Linked DNA regions of Mus musculus: regions 1 and 3 are each linked to region 2. Evidence: chromatin contacts called from public HiChIP or PLAC-seq data. All regions are on one chromosome and are shown on one strand. The core of a region is the stretch at or near the end of the contact, and the rest is flanking DNA. Distances in the headings are between cores, read along the strand shown. Region 1 overlaps Gpr156 (G protein-coupled receptor 156). Region 2 overlaps Gm35833 (a long non-coding RNA gene). Region 3 overlaps Gpr156 (G protein-coupled receptor 156).

What was found. HiChIP or PLAC-seq counts read pairs in DNA pulled down with a chosen protein or histone mark.
Region 1: a contact with region 2 is called in an H3K27ac HiChIP or PLAC-seq map of stem cell-derived neural progenitor cells, with 4 times the contacts expected there. The contact joins two enhancer-like sites. A contact is called at or near these places in 3 of 39 promoter capture datasets (hippocampal neurons, liver and stem cell-derived epiblast-like cells), 1 of 15 datasets of contacts at CTCF or cohesin (the NIH/3T3 cell line), 35 of 484 Hi-C or Micro-C datasets (the 3T3-L1 cell line, the AML12 cell line, B cells and 22 more), 11 of 115 datasets of contacts at active chromatin or transcription factors (acute myeloid leukemia, bone marrow-derived macrophages, embryonic hindbrain and 7 more) and 1 of 9 other capture datasets (embryonic stem cells).
Region 3: a contact with region 2 is called in an H3K27ac HiChIP or PLAC-seq map of neural progenitor cells, with 3 times the contacts expected there. The contact joins two enhancer-like sites. A contact is called at or near these places in 5 of 115 datasets of contacts at active chromatin or transcription factors (bone marrow-derived macrophages, embryonic stem cells, kidney and 1 more).

What each region holds. Positions count from the first base shown.
Region 1 is chr16:37,961,759-37,965,760 of GRCm38.p6, forward strand. All of the region lies in intron 3 of Gpr156 (G protein-coupled receptor 156), which reads left to right. Among named protein-coding and RNA genes, the nearest start is that of Gm36225, 24 kb to the right of the region's middle. Within about 2 kb of position 1,638, at least 80 of the 459 cell types and tissues checked have an H3K27ac peak or open chromatin away from gene starts, as enhancers often do. A contact at or near this core is called in the HPC-7 cell line, brown adipocytes, kidney and 6 more, where this site is marked.
Region 2 is chr16:37,682,979-37,686,720 of GRCm38.p6, forward strand. It overlaps Gm35833 (a long non-coding RNA gene), which reads left to right. Exons shown (of 3, transcript XR_876061.1): 2 at 330-529; 3 at 1,405-2,320. Among named protein-coding and RNA genes, the nearest start is that of Gm35833, 4.1 kb to the left of the region's middle. Within about 2 kb of position 1,888, at least 216 of the 459 cell types and tissues checked have an H3K27ac peak or open chromatin away from gene starts, as enhancers often do. A contact at or near this core is called in the HPC-7 cell line, brown adipocytes, kidney and 6 more, where this site is marked.
Region 3 is chr16:37,992,487-37,996,634 of GRCm38.p6, forward strand. The region is part of intron 8 of Gpr156 (G protein-coupled receptor 156); the gene reads left to right. Among named protein-coding and RNA genes, the nearest start is that of Gm36225, 6.3 kb to the left of the region's middle. Within about 2 kb of position 2,340, at least 142 of the 459 cell types and tissues checked have an H3K27ac peak or open chromatin away from gene starts, as enhancers often do. A contact at or near this core is called in neural progenitor cells, where this site is marked.

The DNA.
Region 1 (4,002 bases), core at 388-2,887, 280 kb after region 2:
TAAAAAAGAAAATGTTTTAAAATTGTATATTGGGTAAAGGACTTCTACCTGGAAATTTGAAGAGTACTTACAACCAGATGGCTCAGCAGTTAAGAGCACTGACTGCCCTTCCGAAGGTCCTGAGTTCAAATCCCAGCAACCACATGGTGGCTCACAACCATCCGTAATGAGATCTGACGCCCTCTTGTGGAGTGTCTGAAGACAGCTACAGTGAACTTGCATATAATAAATAAATGAATCTTTTAAAAAACAGACAAACAAAAAAAAAAGACAAAAACCTAGCTCTGTCCACCGTGTTTCGAGACAGTAGACTCATACAGAGCATAAGCTCGCTCTTGTGATAAAGATTGCAAATTGGTTGAGCCACCTTGGAAAACAGTGTAGGTGGGCCGGGAGTCTGATACATGTATCAAAATGCATCAAGGCACCACTTCACACCCACTGGGGTGGCTGTAATAAAAGAGTTAGCCGGTGGTTTTGGGTATTTATGGTGGAGTTATAACACTCACGTCCTATGAGTGGGAAGGTAAAATAGTTCAGTTGCTATGCATGTCCTTTGAGAGTCCCCCAAAATGTTGAATGGCAATGATTAAATTCCTAGATCTATATCTGAGAAATAGAAATGAAAGTGTACTTCCACATCAAAACTTGTAAATGGATGTCCACTGCATTACCAATGATGGCTCCAAAGTGGAAATAGCTAACCCAGGTATCAGGTTTAAAAGCCAGGTACGAAGTGTCCTGCACTGTACGCTTCCCCTTCATAAGAAACCCTTTGAAGTCAGAATTCACTAATTATAGTGCTAAAGTCAGTGCAGTGTCTTGCCTTTAGCAAGAGGCAAAGGCAACAATTATGATGTGGTGGTAATGTTTTCGTTTTTGGACTTGGGTTATCACCACATAGATATTCGCTTTACAGTAATTCACAAAACTACACATTTAAAAAATAGATTTCTCGGGCTGGTGAGATGGCTCAGTGGGTAAGAGCACCCGACTGCTCTTCTGAAGGTCCAGAGTTCAAATCCCAGCAACCACATGGTGGCTCACAACCATCTGTAACGAGATCTGACGCCCTCTTCTGAAGACAGCTACAGTGTACTTACATGTAATAAATAAATAAATCTTTAAAAAAAAATAGATTTCTTGGCTGGGCAGTGGTGGCACATGCCTTTAATCTCAGCACTTGGGAGGCAAAGGCAGATGGATCTCTGAGTTTAAGGCTAGCCTGAATTACAGAGTGAGTTTCCAGGACAGCCAGGGCTACACAGAGAAACCTTGTCTTGTTAAAAGAAAAAAAGGAAAAAAAGAAAAGGAGAGGAGAGGAAGAGGAAGAGGAAGAGGAAGAAAAGAAAGAAAGGAATCTGTAATTATAAGAGTCCTGGACAGGAAGTAGCTGTACCTTCAGGGGACGAACTATGAAACACAAAGACCAAGAGTCAACTTCCAAGCACCCCATTTAAATAATTCAAGATGTCATGAGCACTGTGCTCCCCTGAATTCACACATGACTAACTGTATGTGTCCTAATGTGACTGTATTTGGAGACAGCATTTTTAAAGTTAAATGAAGTTAAACTGGGTCACAGCACTAGTCCCTTAAGGCTGTTGTGCAAAGAGCAAAGATCGCAGAAGCACCTGCAGCTCCAGAAAACCGCCTGCAAGGACTCCACAGACAAGCAGCTGTCTTCGAGCCAAGAAGGGGTGCTTCCCTACAAAACAGCCTTGCCTGAGACGTGATCCTGGGCTTCCAACCTCCTGGATTGTGAGAAAAAATCATCAACTCTGTGGCGTTTTGTCAGGACAGTAAGCGTAGGATAGTGTGGCAGATACTCGAAAGGATTCAGCTGCCTTTCCTCTGACCAAATCAACATATCAAGATTTAGTCAAACGTTTCCTGTTTCCTTTGCTTTTGGAAATGTAACCGAATATCCACGTTTGATTGGAGTACTAACTAGATTTGAAAACAGTCTGACATTAATCCAATCCTGATCCCTCCCCGTGCCTCCCTTCTTCCCATGAGGCTTGGGGCTTACTTTTATCTGTAAAATAAATTACTTCACCAGATAGTAAACATATTTTCAAGCATTTTGAATTTTGCAGCTCTCAATGGCAATGGCAAGTGACTCTCCTCCCTCCCCCACCCACACTGTGTGTGTGTGTGTGTGTGTGTGTGTGTTGTGTGTGATGGCAAGTGACTCTTTTCTCCCTTCCTCCCCCTTCCTCCCCCTCCCTCCGTGTGTGTGTGTGTGTGTGTGTGTGTGTGTCCCTCTCCCTCCCTCTCCCCCCTCTCTTTCTCTGTGTGTGTGTGTCTGTGTGTCTGTCTGTGTGTGTGTGAGTCTGTATGTATGTGTCTCTCTGTAGTGGTGGAGCAGTGATCGCCATGCTAATCTATTCACAATGACCTTTGTTTCTATCTGACTGAGCAGATGTAGGAATTAATCATTGTCACTCCTGGATGGCGCAGCTGCAGCTGTCCCCCCGCTGCCTTTCTTGCCCCTGATAGATTTATTAGTATGTTTTGTTTGTTGGAAAACATGCCTCAGCAGAAAAGAACTAGAAAATTGGAGTCACTTATCTGTAAGTATAGATTTCTAGAAACCTTTTTTTTTTCCCCTACACATCTTTAAATACACACCCTGGACCTTTAACAGAAAATAGGAGAGGAGGAGAAAGAGCAGAAAGTAATACCAACTGGCCACACTGTTTCTGGGACACCACGATGACTCTTTCCCTTCTGAACTTTCACTCCAAAGTGACATGGCCTCCAGCCTAGGATTGCAAGGAACCAAGTTCCCTTCAGTCCCCTCCCCCAGAACCTGGAAAAATTCCTTGGCTCTGGGCCTGAGAAAATTGACAGCCTGGGTTTATTTGGCACTAAATTTCATTTTCTGGCAGGGCCATCTACAACCTTCAAACTATAAACTGAGCCCCAGACAGTTCTATTGTGCAGATGTTCCTACAGCTCCTACAGATCAACCCCTGGTGACCCTGGCACCAGCCTGGATGGACATTAAAGTAGCTATGACCCTTTGGATATTAGAACTTGGCCCTAAATCCCAGTGGAGCTTCGTGAGCCTGGGCTTTTGACTGTTTTCATTCCGGTGCCTGGACAGCGACCTAATCTGGTCAACACATCTTTAGGTAGAGAATGTGTCCCAAGAGCCTCCAAAGCAGTTCAGCATACCCTGAGCAAAGGCTAAAGGGAGCAGACCATACCTGTCAAGATCTGTTCATTCCTTTCTGATGCCCCATTGTCTGCCCAGAATCTTAGTGCTGGGGAAGATGTCCCAGCCAGCCTGGACCTATCTGTCCCCACCCTGAAGGTTTTCAGCCTGATAGACTTAAGCATATTTACAGTCTGCTCTTTTGTGAGCTCTCTCCATCCTTTTCTTTCCCTGAATGACCCCTGGTCATACACATCCTTGTGCATTCATTCAGTCCTTGCTCACACTGCCCATGATTTCAAGTTTTCAGCATCTGGCTGTGGGTCTGCCCAGACTCCAGAATCTAAACTCTTGTCATTTAAATTCTTTGGCTACCATATAAAACTCCATGCTGACAATATTTTTACCTCTGGTAATAACACCAAGCACCTTTATATGAGAAAGCAGGTAAGCATCAGCCTGCCAAGTTAGAACTATCTCCCGAAGCAAGACACATAAAAACACCAATTAAAGGTAGTTCGTTCTGGACAGTCTGTGATGGAGACGTTGCTTTAAAATTATATTTTGTTGCCTGTACAGTCTCTTGGAGTATAATGATCATTCTAAACACTACTGTGACCAGCCAGCTCAGTCAGTCTACAGGGCCTTGAGGGAGGTAGTGAAGATTAAAGAAAGAAAAGACAATTAGACGACATGATAAACATGACCCCAGCCAGTGCTGAAACTGAAGTGGGTTCATCTTTTTCCAGTCTGCGTTTATATCCTTCTAGGTATATACAAAGAATATGGTCAGTCCTAAGGCATAAACAAAATAGTTAAAGAACAAACAAAGCATAAAC
Region 2 (3,742 bases), core at 638-3,137:
ATCTTTCATTGGCAATAAATATTATTTGTATTTTGCAGTGTCTGTCAAGGCCATTCTGCTCCCATGGACTCACAAGTCCCCCAAATCCTCTTCTACGGTGACAATAAGCAAGGGCTATTCAAAACGGGAGGTATAATTTGGAGGCTGTCAATTTGCCAGGAATTTTGCAAAGGTGTCTTGCAGATAGAATAAAGGGTCCCCTTGACTTCTGTGGAATATGCGCTTAGCTTAGCCAGATCCCTGCAGAGTGTCAGATGTGTTGGGATCCCACGAACACATGACAACACTTTTCTTTTTTTTCTCCTCCTACATCAACACCCTGCAAGCAGACCCAGAGCACAAAGTCAGCCCTGGAAAGAAGAGGAGCCAGTGTCAACCAGCTGGATGGTGAGAGGAAAACGTGGAGGTTGGCAGAAGGACAAAGGAAAGGCGGCTACCTCGTCCTGAGGGAACGAAAGAGCAAGTGGCCATTTCCGGAGAGCTGCACTGCTCCCTGCAAGGCTGTGAACCAATGGTGGTTTGCCTTCAGGTTAACAAAAGAAAAGGAATCCTTTGGATGTTTGCCCAGAGCCTTTGAAAATAACCTCATGCTACCACCCTGAACAATGTTTTAGGGACATTTAGGGACCCTGAAAGAGGCATAGCTCTTTTATGAAAGGAAAGTTGCTTGTTTTGTTTTGAGACTGGTTCTCACTTTGCAGACCAGGCTGGCCTCTGCCACTGTGCCTCTCCCGGTAAATTGCTAATTTGTGAAGAGGAGGTTTTGAAGAGAAGGGGAGGGGGCATAAGACGGTCCATTCGGGGGGAACAAGCATCCTAGTCACACATCTGAAAATCTGCCCCTCCTTCACGTGATGCTCATACCCTCTGCCTATTGCCCAGGGGTCTCCCTTGCTAACCCAGGACCACTCCCCACGGGTGTGGCTGCTCCAGTCAACAGCTGCTAGCTCCTATATTCTGTTCCTGTTGCTTCAACGCTGGAGGTCCTTCTTTGTCTCTCCCTCAACCGCTGCCTCTGGACTTGGCATTTCTCATACAGAAGGCTAGCCTTTGTGTCCTTTAGGAAGGACAGGGCTTCTACCTTGTTTAATATCAACCTTAAGGAGAGGAGACGAGAGAAGAGGGGGAGAGGCCGGGAAGGAGGGGGAGACAGAGACAAAGAGGGGGAGGGGAGAGAAAGGAAGAGATAATGAGGAGAGGGAAGAAGGAAGGGAGGAAAGGAGGGAGGAGAGACAGACAGACACACACACACACACACAGAGAGAGAGAGAGGGGGGAGAGGGAGAGGGAGAGAGAGAGAGAGAGAGAGAGAGAGAGAGAGAGAGAGAGAGAGAGAGATTTTTTCTTCTGTCTTTCAGAGAACATTCTGCTCTTGCTGTTCTCAGTTCTTCCTGTCTTTTGCAGAGCTTAAGACCGAGGGGAGAGGGAAGGAAAGGAGAGCCGGGTGCGTCTTCGCTGCTATGGAGTTGGATGGCTTATTTTGGATGGCTTCCTATCTAGACCCGGCAGGCCCGCCCCCTAAGCAAAGAGGCCTTGTTTAATGCCAGCGTCACATTTGAGGCAAGAAGATGAAAGTTCAGAAAAAGTCCCCCTTTTTAGGAATTTTTGCAGCACTTTTATTTGCGTGACACATATTAAAAAAAAAAAAAAAAAGTCTGTTCGGCTACCCTCCTGCATGCCCTCCCATTAGCATGGCCCCTTCATAACTGCCTCCTCTGGGCCTTGGGACCTTGGCAATCAGTCAGGGCATTTAAGCTCTGGCATTAGGCAGCAGGATTTGGAAAAGCCAAGACCTTGGGAAAGAAAATAAAAGTCTTAAGTGGTCAAAGCTGGGGTTACGTAATCCTATTTCTCTTGGGATCCAGATGGTAACGTTCTTCAGGGCAGCCAGTAGGGGGAGCTCAGGACGTTTATCAGAACTCCAGCGATCCGATGGTCAGGAGCCAAGTCAAGGCACAAATAAAACAATGAACCTTTGTGGTTTCTCTTCAGCTCTTAATCCCGAGAGGCTTCAACCCGGACAGCCTGATTCCCACCCTGAAGGACCCAGCGACCTTCTCCCAGGACGCCTTAATAGGTTTTCCGGAGTCTGTAGACTCAAATCCCCCGCCCCCTCCTCCTAAGTCTCTCATCGGTTTCCCAGGCTCTTGTGGGCTCCGTGCCTTTCTTTTGTCTTCCTGACTTTCTTGTGTCTAAGTTTCTTTCTTGTTTCTCTTCACTATCCTCGAGTCACTAGTAAAACCTACGAAAAATGCAAGGGGGTGAGCCCACCCCCAGACAAATACATCAAAGCCCCGCACTTTGAATAAAATCTAAAACACGCTGGTAAGCAAAAATGGCGAAGTCCGCCACCACGTGGCCGTGAGGTCGCATCTTTCAAGTCCTTGTCTTTGCATAAGCGGCCCTTTGCTACCCCACAGTGACTTCGGTCTGTCTCTTAACTTCCAGGACTGGGTCTCCTGGGTATTTTAGAGAAGGCACTGTCAGCTTAAAGCGGATAACTCCAGTTGTGGGGTTTCTGATTTTTGAACAACAGTCTCCTGAACAGTTCCAGAGCACAATGGAATTTTTAGAGTTAGGGACTGCTGTGATCCAGATAAGAAGTGGAAAAGCAGTTTTGCTCTCTGCCTAACTCTCCCTTGATCTGTGAGGTTCAGGTTCTCTGGGTGTGGGGGGGCCAGAACTTTTTCCTTTTCATTTGTTTTGAGATAAGGCCTCATATAGCCCAGGTTGGCTTGAACTCACTGTGTATCCAAGGCTATCCTTGCATTTCTGATTTTTCTGCCTTCTCCTAAGTGCTAGGATTAAAGGCATGTACCACACCCCAGGCCAAGTACCTACCTTTATTTACAGAACATTTCTCTTGGGGAACCTTGTATTTCTCTTCAAACTTGCAATTACTTGTGTGTGTGTGTGTGTGTGTGTGTGTGTGTGTGTGTGTGTATCTTTGAAGAAAATAGAGATTACATTCTCTTCCTGGGCTTTTAGACCCTAGGGAATCTAGAAAACATGGCTAAGCATGTTTGTAAAATGCCGGAAGATTGTATGCCAGTCAACTAGCAGAAGCTGCTTGGCCTGAAGCTCAAAGAGGCACTGAGGAGGCATGCTCTCTCTCAAATCTGATGCTGTGGTGGTGTGACTATTGTAGCCTCCTAATTGATGGCTCTCCTAATTGATGGCCCTCCTAATCCCATGGCCCCACCTCCCATTCCACTAATAGTCACATGAGTCCCTGAGAGGAAGAAACTAATTAGATTGGATAGGGCATGATACCCTTCGAGTTAGCCATGCTAGCTTTCTCCAGGAGCCAAGAACGGAAGGAAGCTGAGGTCTTGTCTAAGTCCTTGCCTTGCTAGTACTAGGCGGCTGCTCTCTCTCATTTCCTAGTTCCAGATGCTAATAGGGCTACGTGTAAGATCCAGGTAGGAGGTAGAGGGCAAACAGTCAATGTGACTCAATCCAGCATTAACAGCACCCTTTGCAGGGCCTTGGCCGGCTACAAAGACTGAATGAGACAGGTCTGCCCTGAATATAAATGCTCCCATTGCACACCTCTCCAGTATCTCTGAAGGAGAATAAAAGATGAAACTGCCACAACTCCTCCCTCCCCCCAGTACTGCCAAATAGGAGCATCATCAGGCAGGCTGCCTCTGCAGCACAATCCATAATCGCTCTGACTTCCAGAAGAACAACAATGAAAGTTACATTGCATTCTAAATTAAGCTTTGCATCACTCTGGAAA
Region 3 (4,148 bases), core at 1,090-3,589, 310 kb after region 2:
CACTAGTCTAAGAGAAAAGACTTTTTTTTTCTTTTTAAATGTTTTGATACGTAGCCTCGGAACTTACAGTGTAGCCCAGGCTAACTTTCAAGAGAATAGCCTTCCCCCCCTCCCCTTTCTAATTTGGGATTGCAGGTTCATAGAAAAATGTCTGCTTCATGACAGGGAATGGTTTTCCTAGCCAGGTGTGGTCGTGTGCCCCTATAATCTCAATACCTGGGAGATGGAGGCAGGAGATAAGGCCATCCTTGGCTACATAGTAAGCTTTCCCTTTCTTCTTATTGGAGGGAAACACAGAATCTCCTTTTTTATGAAAGGGAGAGGTTTTAATGTATTTCCTATTGCAGAGGTTAAGAATAAAATCAAATAAAGGAGGGCGGAAGCAGAGGTCGGGCATAGAGAGGTAGAAGGAACCCTTAAGCCCAGGGGAAGTGCTGGTGGTTGTTTTCTGAGCTGATGGGCTGCAGGCCCTCATCCATCACCTTAACGACCTAGCCACTGGATGTTTTCGTTTTCTCTCCTGCTCTTCTTCCCCCTGAGGCTAGCCCCGTTCTGATCCCCCTTCCTGGAGTGAAAACTAATGATTCATTCCACTGCTGACTGATAGAAGGTTACAGTCAACTTCCGGATGCATGGGCACTCCAGTCTCCTTTCTGCTCACTAATTCTCAACAAAACATTCGACCAAATATAAGCATGGTGGGGGGCGGGAGGAGGTGGGGTGGGGACTTGAGCATCTACATGAGTCTCTGTGGCTGGGTGCAGCCTTTGTACCATAAGCAGAGAAACTTTTGCAGCATCTTGTTGTTGTAGGAACTGGGCTGAAGAAGGCCCCTTAGAAATAGAGGCTCATTGTCTGGGATGCCGGAAGAGTGGGGGTGGTGTGTGTGTGGGGTGGCTAGGGGTTGGGGCTGGGGGTGGGGGTCCTTCTTCCTGGGAGATGGGAGGCAAAGAGAAACTTTTGGGCCTCCTAGACTTCTTTCCCTGCTCCTTTCCTTTCTTGTTTGCCTAGAAAAGAACTAAGCATTTGCTCTGTCAGCCTCCCTTACAGCTAGAGGTGTCCCCAGAACATCATTTGGAACACTAGAGGTTGCCTAGAAGGCTTCTGAGAGACAGACTTTGTACTGTCCTGGGGGCGACGGGGAGCAGGCTGAGACTGTTGATATATCCCTTTTATGTTCTCTCTGCCTTGAATATATGTAATGTCTGGTGTGATGGCAGTCGGCTTATGATCAATAAACTATATTTATTACACTAGGAGACTCTAGTTCCTTCCATGTAAGGGTATACATTCAGGAGGAGAGGTCTCTTAAGGAAAACACACAGGTACAAAAGTGAACAAGCCTCTGAAGATTTCGTGACGATGCCTTCTTCCGCAGTAGAAAATGTTCCAAGCTATTTATTTTGCTTGGTCAATAGGATTCCAAGGACATTGCCTCTTTTCAACAAAAGTAAACCACAAGGCCAGGAATCTAGTCTTAGATGATGAAATATTGAACAGGGATTTAAAAAAATGATGTTAGGTTGAACTGAAGCACTGAGTGGGCAATCTGGACACTACAAAAGTATTGAGCTAAGAAATGAAGGAAGCAAAAGACAGAGAAAAATAAGAGACTGATTAAAAAATATAAAGAATATGAAGAATCGGTCTAGGGGCGAAGTTCATCTCTGAAGGAGGGGGAGGGAGAGAGGAGGGAAACAGGAAGGGAAGGGGGGGGAGGAAGGCAGAAGGGGAGAAGGGGAGAAAGAACTTATCACCAAGAAATTTTAAAGGAAAGGCTTTCTGATTTGAGCAAAATGCCCTTTGAAAATGGAGGGAATCCACAACCTCCCTGCATGGTCCTAGTTTGGTTTCTGCTCCTCGCTCTAACCCTGTGCATCCTGAGCCTCAGACACAAGCATTCTGCTTCCTCCTTCCCCTCCCTCCCTCCCTCCCTCCCTCCCTCCCTCCCTCCCTCCCTCCCTCCCTCCCTCCCTTCCTTCCTCCCTCCCTCCCTTTCTCTCTCTCTCTCTTTTCCCTCTTAAACTGACCATGGTATGAGACTAAACCATATCTTATAGTATTGTAGATTTAGGGTCTAAGTTCTTTTCATCAGAGAAAAATGACCGAGGTCTGTCCCTAAACTGATTTCATCTCTGGCCCAAAGATGTTTGGCAGAAGCATGGCTTTCCTTGTGAGACTCACACTGAGTCCCCAGGGCGGTGAGACAGCTGAGCACATTATGGGAGTGTCCCAGGGAACCTGGGAGAGGATCGGTTGGTAGCTGCAGGGAGATGAGTCCCCGGCTGGCCAGAGCCTTCAGATCTGCTGTGACTTAGAAGCGTCTCTAGGCAGCGCTAGAGAGCAGGGTGAAGCGAATATAAGGCAAAAAGCTTGTACACACATGGGCTGTCAGGAAATGCCTGGGTGTATCTGATGCCAAGCGCTGAGGTCATCGCCAGCCATTAGACAACCCCTGCTTCTGCGACCTGAGCGTGACCCATCCCCCAACTCCCATCCCCCACCCTTCCATTCCGTTCCGAAAGACAAAATTCCAAGGACATTTGCTTTTCCTGCCCAGCGTACACGACACACTTAGGATTTGTCCCCTTTATCTAGGAACCACAAGACTGGAGAATTGTACAGAAAAGCTTCCTTCACTTATTCAGGTATCCTTTGGTCACATCTTAGCCACTGTGGACATGTGGTGAAGCACAGGGCCCTTCGCCTCCTTAAGTCTCATAGGGAGTATTCATAAGAAGAATTACAATGTGCATTGAATGCTTTGGAAGCCTCCCCAGACTTTGCTAAAACTTGTGGCATCTTCACATCAAACGAGCGTTGGAGGACAGTCTTGAGAGAATAGCAGCAAGCAGATCGGAAGAGATAAGACAAAATATGAGAAAGAGCTCCCAATAGTGGGAGGAGCTCCAAGGACGGAATATCCCTTTTCATCTTATCATTTTAAAAATTATTTTACTTGTGTGTATGTGTGTGTGCATATGCATACGTATATGTGCATGGGCGTATGATGTGTGTACATGCCATGGGCGTGGATGGAGACCAGAGGGCAACTCAAAGGAGAAGTTAATTCTCTCCTTCCACTAGGGGGGGGGGGTCTCTGGGATTGAACCCAGGTCACCAGGCCTAGCAGCAAGCATCCTTACCCACTGTGCCATCTTGCCTCTTTGCTAAAGTCGACTTTATTTGTATTTTTTTATGTGTATGAATGTTTTGCCTGCATGTATGTCTTTGTACCAGGTGCATTATTGGTGCCCACAGAAGCCAAAACAGAGTACGAGATCCCCTGGAACGGAACAGACAGTTGCGAGCCACCATTCCTGTGCTGGGAACCAACCTGGGATCCCCTGGATCCTCTGCAGCTCTGAGCTTCTAGGAGCACGGCGTGGCCTGTTACAGATGACGCTGTACTCCCACAGGAGTTCCTGTGGCTGCTCTAATAGGTGCCAATGGCTTTGAGCAGAACAAATGTAGTATCTTGCAGTTCTGTAGGGCAAGTATCAAAAATGGGCTTTATTTGACTGAAACCAAGGTATCACCTGATCTACAATTTTTTTTTTTTTCAGAAAAGGGGGGACTCCATTTCCTGACTATTTCAGCTTTTAAAGACTACTTGCCTTCTTTAAGGCCCTTCCTTCCCTTTCAGACCCAGCAATGGGGCATTCTAATGGCTGCCCTTCCTTCTCTTTCTTTCCACCTTCTCTGGCCCTCCTCCCTCTCTCCATCCCAGCTCCTCTCATTCTTGAGACAGGGTTTCTCTGTATAGCCCTGACTGTCCTGGAACTCACAGAGATCTGCCTGCCTCTGCCTCACAAGTGCTGAGATTAAAGGCGTGCGCCACCACCCTCATCAGGCTCCTCCTTCTCTCTTATATGGACTCTGGTAATGACATTGACTCCACCTGAATACTCCAGAATAATTGTTCCATCCCCAAGCCTTAACATCACCATCACAAAATTCTACTTGCCATCTTAGGTTACAGTCAACAAGTTCCAAGGACCCAGAGATAAGGAAGAACTGTGAAGAGCTATAACCCAGCCTATAGCATCCACATCACCCAGAGGCCAGAAATAAAAATGTGCTGGTCCTTTGGAGGAACTACCTTGACCCTTGAGGATTGAGTAATGGATATCCCAGAAAATACAGAG